Regions from separate parts of the Cyprinus carpio genome. Here region 2 is linked to region 1. A link is a contact called in public Hi-C data. All regions are on one chromosome and are shown on one strand. Each heading gives the region's core, a stretch centred on a gene start, on an enhancer-like site or on the middle of the called end of the contact. The rest is flanking DNA. Distances are from core to core; before and after follow the strand shown.

Region 1 (2,771 bases), core at 194-2,693:
ACAATACAATTTCTTTTAATTGCAATTGCCATGTATTTGTGGGTCTGAAAACATTACATTCAGTTCGCACTTAAGTATATTCTTTTTAAAGCGTATTGTTTATGTAATAAATACTTTTTTTAAAAGAATGCAAAAGTGTACTCTCTTTTTCTCAAGGATATGCTTGAGAAGGAAGGAGAAAACGCTTCCTTTGCTGATGTTTTGTCCAGTGTAAAGTCCAGAAGCAAAACCGCTTAAAAAAGTACTGATCCAGATCAATGGCACATGTCAAAATGGCTTGATGGGATCCAAAATGCAGTTGCACAGATCCATGAGGGCGACTACAGGACACCACAGGATGGTTTATTATGCAAGCTCAGAGTTTGTTCCAGAAGGAAAAGGGTGGGGTAAAGTGATCACTTGGTGCTTAACCATTAAACACGAGAACGCTTCTAGAGCAAAAGAGAAAAGTGAACCTTCCTATGCATTTAAGAGCAATCAAACACAACCCTTTCACATCCACTCATGGTGCAATCCTTCCTCAGATTCTGCATGCATCCCATCAGTACTTCAACACAAAGGAGGGTTGGATATAATAGGATTCAGGTTAAGAAAAAAAGCAATGTTTACGTTGAAACTGAAACCCTAAAGTCTCCACAGAACGTCCGAGAAAGGCTCTGGTTGTCTGTTATTGGCTGGAGAGTTAAACCTTCACGCTGTGATCAGATCCAGACTGTCTCTGGGTGTCTGACTGAACTCTCTGCTGCTTCACAGCCTCCAGTTGTAGGAATGAACGTACTGTGAACTTGTGAAGAGCTATTACAACTGACTACTAGTGACAGGCTATCAGAAAAGTTTCAAGGTCTTTTAAAAGACGTTTCATGAAACCCGGCTGTTCTCTGTGCTTGTGTGCAGGCTCAAGTTAGATTAGATAAGATTATGCACTGTAACGGGACTTCAGTCGTGATAACGCGCTCCTATCATGCTTCTGGAATAATAAAGCGCCCCAAGCCCTCACGCGCACTCACTCTCGGAGTCGCTGATGCCGCTGTCGCTGACGCTCGCGCTGCTGCGTCTCTTCATGGTCTTCAAGTGCTCATCATATCTGAAGTGTCGCTTCTCCACGGGGGACGAGAAATCCTCAATGACAGCGTCGAATTCACACAACACGGCGTTCAGATCGTCAACGTCCTCAAGAAACGCTGGAAAGCAGGAGCAGAATAAGTGCCATACAGCAACAAACTATCTCCTCAGTGTAACAGCACGTTTAACGAGCCGCGCTGAACTGCATTGAAAATACTTGACTTACATTTGCTCTGTGACTTCATCTTTGGAGACTTCATCTTCTGCAGTCCTTGTGTGTTAAACTCCGAAATATCCGATGTAAGACAGCTCTCCTGTTACTGCACGGGCTGTGTTTCTTAAGCGCGCGCACTGCGCCCGGGGGGTCGTTTTAAATATCGCCCGGCGCTGAGGGGAGGCGTGCACGTGGGAAACGCGCCGCCAATGAGACGCTCGCGCCTGGTTTAGCCCTCCGCGTGAGTTATATTGCTCCGTGAACTATGTGTTTGTAAACAGCTACATCAGTACTGCTTTATTTTTAACCGTGACTCCATCATGGGCACCCTTGTGCGATGACTTCAAATAACATACACTGCGATGACTTTTAAATAATAAAGTTACAGGAGAAATGGCTTACTGTGTGTGATGTCATCCGACATGAACATATATCTGAAGATGCACTGCGGTTCAAAAAGCCTTCAGGAGTGTATATAGTATAATTATTATTTTCTCCTTTCCCCTTTATTTTTCCCCAAAATAATGTATTTTGCAATGTAAGATATAAATGTGATAATAAATACCCCAGAAGTACTTGGTGCTTCACCAATTATTTTCATATTTTGAATGTACTGTGTGTTTTCATCAACATAAATGCGATTACATATAAAGAGGAAAGTCATACAGGATTAAAGGTCAAAGGTTAGGATGATGGTTTGGATGTAATAACATAACTGGATGTAAAACACAATGCTTTATGTCTGTATAACCTAATCTTTTTCTTTTTTTTTTTCTTTTTCTTATTTTGGTGTTAAATTCGAAGTATTTCCATTTTCTGTGTCATGTCTAATCGATGCCGATCCTTTTACTTTTTTTATTCACAGATTCTCAAAACTGATCTGGTCCAAGATCCTGCAGACATCTGGTGGTGACTAAATGTATGTGCAGTCATGCTATTTATTCGTGGCAAAGAAATTGGATTCAGATATACAGTAGAACCATTTTATTGGTCGAGTGTGTTCAGATGAAGAATTTGTTATTGATTTCAGAAGAGTCCAGTTCATAACATCCAGACAGATTAGAACTTTAAATGTCAGTTTATGCTTAAGAAATCTGTACAATCTTTGACTACTATGCTGAATGTGACAGGAAAACATTTCATACTGTCAGCACAGGCAATTTCATAAGGCCAGATAATACTTTTGAGGCCTAACTGCTTAATCGTATACAGCTAAATCCTGCTTTTTTGTTATTTTTAGTGGGACTGTGGGATTTATCACTTGCAAAAGAATTCTTCACACCTCTGGTGTTGGAGTTAACAGGTAGACACATGGTAAATCAAGACATGTGTTTGCAGCTGCACTTGCCTGCTGACTTTAGGGTTTAAGTGGACATGGAAGGAGTCAAAGACGACACTTACTACCCGAGATCTGTTCGGTTCACAAGGATGTGATGAATGTTGCTGTCAATAAATAAATAAATAAAATAAAAAGTGGTAAAGATTGTACTTGAGT
Region 2 (2,771 bases), core at 133-2,632, 36 kb before region 1:
AAGTACTAAGGTGAGCCAGTAGAGTTTTGGAACAGAGTTTCATGGACAGATGAGACAAAGATTATCTATTATCTCAGTAATGGGAAAGCAAAAGTGTGGAGAAAAAAAGGAACTGCAAATGATCCTAAGCATTCAACCTCATCTGTGAAGCATGGTGGAGGTGGTGTCATGGCGTGGACATGACTTAACGAATGGTGGTGATAGCAGAATGAATGCAGAAGTGTACAAAAACATCTTGGCTACCAATGTTCAAGAAAATGCCACAAGACTCATCAGAAAGTGCTTCATATTGGATCAGGACAATGACCTAAAACACCCTGCCAGTTCAGTCAAGGAGTTTATCAGGGCAAAGAAATGGAAGGTCTTAGATTGCCCAAATCAGTCTTCAGATTAAAATCTTATTGAACATGAATTTCACCAGCTAAAGAGGAGACTAAAGGCTTCAAAGCACTTCAATGGATGAAACCAAGAATCTGGTGATGTCTGTGGGTGGCAGACTCACTGCTGTGATTGCATGCAAGGGATTCACAACTAAATATTAGCTTTTAAACTTTAAAAAAAAAAAAAAAAGTTCAGCTGTCCCAATACTTATGCTCACATCAAATAAGGGGAATGAAACTCAAATTGCTGTCGTTTTTATTTGGTAAAACATGAATGTGTTGAAACAGCTAATAATAAAATGTGACATTCAATTTTGTCTCATATTCATCTTTTAATCATATTTGCAGATGTCTTGACTCTACAGCAGACAAAGCAATTTTGTCTTTACTGTTCCAATACTTATGGAGGCATTGTGTGTATATATATATATATATATATATATATATATATATATATATAAATATATATATATATATATATGTAATATGTAATTAGTCTCAATGAGTATTCGTGCAAGCTCTAGTGTCCATGTGCAGACATGAAGACACACACAACCCCACAAATAGTTTTCCTTTAGCTTTTCAGCCAACTCACGAGAGTCAATATCCTGTTACTCCAAAAGAACATGTGCTGTTATTATTATTAGGCGCCCTGTTCTCCGATTGGTCTGTCGATATGGACCCAGGCGGTCGTCATTCTGTATGGAAGGATGTCCGGTAGCGCGTCTGATCTTTTTTGTTTGGGTGTGGGTGGACAGAGCACTGGAACATGGGTGGAGTTTCTCAGAAAATGTTGATTGAAGACTAGCTGGTTTCCTCGTCCATGTTGTACAAAGCAAGCAGCGGCGGCCCGATCTGATCTGAGATCTGTGCGCTCTCTGAGCTGAGTGCTTGGTTGGATTCCCTGTGCTGTGTGAACAGAGCGCCAGCTCCAGCCGCTGGGAGGATCAGGTTCCTCTTTAGCAGCCCGTGTGGGGAGCTATGCTCAAAGACACATGTTTATGTGAAAACATGGTGACAAGGATTATCTCTGTCTGTCTTTCATAGTCCGCTCCTCTAAATCATCTGCTTTCACCTATGATAGTGCTGTAAAGAGAGCTGGCAGCCACACAGGCCTGTGTGTGGTCCAGATGAGCGCACTGGCATCGCTCTGCACAGGTTCTGTCCTGAGAAGAACTTAACCTCCACCTCACCCTTTGTTCACCACTTGGGCCTTTTCCAGATAGCAATCTGGCCACTGCCTGTTCATTTGCTTCTGTAAAGGTGCTGACACATACACTAACAGTCAGAGTTTAGAAACATCTACTCATTCTGTAATGTTGTTATTATTTTCAACATCTTGAGTGTAATAGTAGAATTTTCAACCAAATTTGTGAGGTGCATCTTGGTATGCTTTTTAAACAATAATGAGGTTCACATTCGTTCTGGACTGCTTTTGCTTTTCTATCCAGTTTCCAACTACAAACATTATTATTATTATTTTATTTTTGGAGCACAAAACTAATTATTTTTCTTTGCACTATTTTTCCAAAAGTAAATAAATATTAAATAAATCAATATTTCTGAATATTTATTTACTTATTTTTAATAGTTTTTAGGAGGAAAACATATGCAGGTACATTTTAGAGGGGACTTATTTAACACTATTAAGATTCAGATGTGTCAAATCACTGCTCATCATAGCATATGTTTTTCCACAGCTGGCTCTCTGACAGATAAGTGTTAGCAGCAGGTTGTGCTGTAGTGTGTGGTATATGCACTCATTAATACTCTGAGACCACATGCTGTTATATTAACTTGAGGACTTCTAGTAATGGTGTTTACAAAGGCAAATATCACTACAGTATATACTGCATATACTAAAGAGTCAGGTATTTTTCAATAAAAAAAATTAATAATTGTTTTAGTTGAGATTACAAGAAGGGATGCACAATATATCACTACCATATTTTCAGATTTTGAGAAGCTAGTTGTGCATGCTCATTTCCACTATTTTTACATTTAGATTGAAACGGATTGATTTCAGATTTAAGTTTGTGTTTTATTTTTATTTATAATTTCAGATCATTTTAATATCAACCATTATTGGTCATAACATGAAAATATTTATGTCAAACTGGGTTTGCGAACCCCTGGAGGTTCTGAGGAAACTGCATGAGGTCAGTGAATTGAGGTTAAGAAATATTAATAATGAATTCAATCATAACAATATGAAATTGAAAAAAATAGAAAAAAAAAAAAACAATCAATACAAAAAACTTACTAAAAAATATCATATTTTTTTTATTTACCGGATGCTGGTTAATGTTGTTGTTGTTGTTGAATAATTATATAATAACTGAAAATCTCAGTGGTATTTCAAGTGAATATTTTAGGTCAAAAGAGTTTTGG

Evidence for each region. Hi-C and Micro-C count contacts between places; a contact is called where the count stands out from the background.
Region 2: a Hi-C map of skeletal muscle shows a contact between it and region 1, with 2.6 times the contacts expected there. The contact joins the enhancer-like site here to the promoter of LOC122146079 in region 1. A contact is called at or near these places in 7 of 8 Hi-C or Micro-C datasets (liver, red blood cells and skeletal muscle).

The regions. Positions count from the first base shown.
Region 1 is chrA9:6,334,208-6,336,978 of ASM1834038v1, reverse strand. LOC122146079 (regulator of cell cycle RGCC-like) reads right to left here and starts at 1,443. Exons shown (of 5, transcript XM_042763281.1): 1 at 1,289-1,443; 2 at 1,008-1,181. The coding sequence starts at 1,322.
Region 2 is chrA9:6,370,147-6,372,917 of ASM1834038v1, reverse strand. The region is part of intron 15 of LOC122134016 (von Willebrand factor A domain-containing protein 8-like); the gene reads left to right. Among protein-coding and RNA genes, the nearest start is that of LOC122134016, 26 kb to the left of the region's middle. Within about 2 kb of position 1,382, at least 1 of the 8 cell types and tissues checked has an H3K27ac peak or open chromatin away from gene starts, as enhancers often do. A contact at or near this core is called in skeletal muscle, where this site is marked.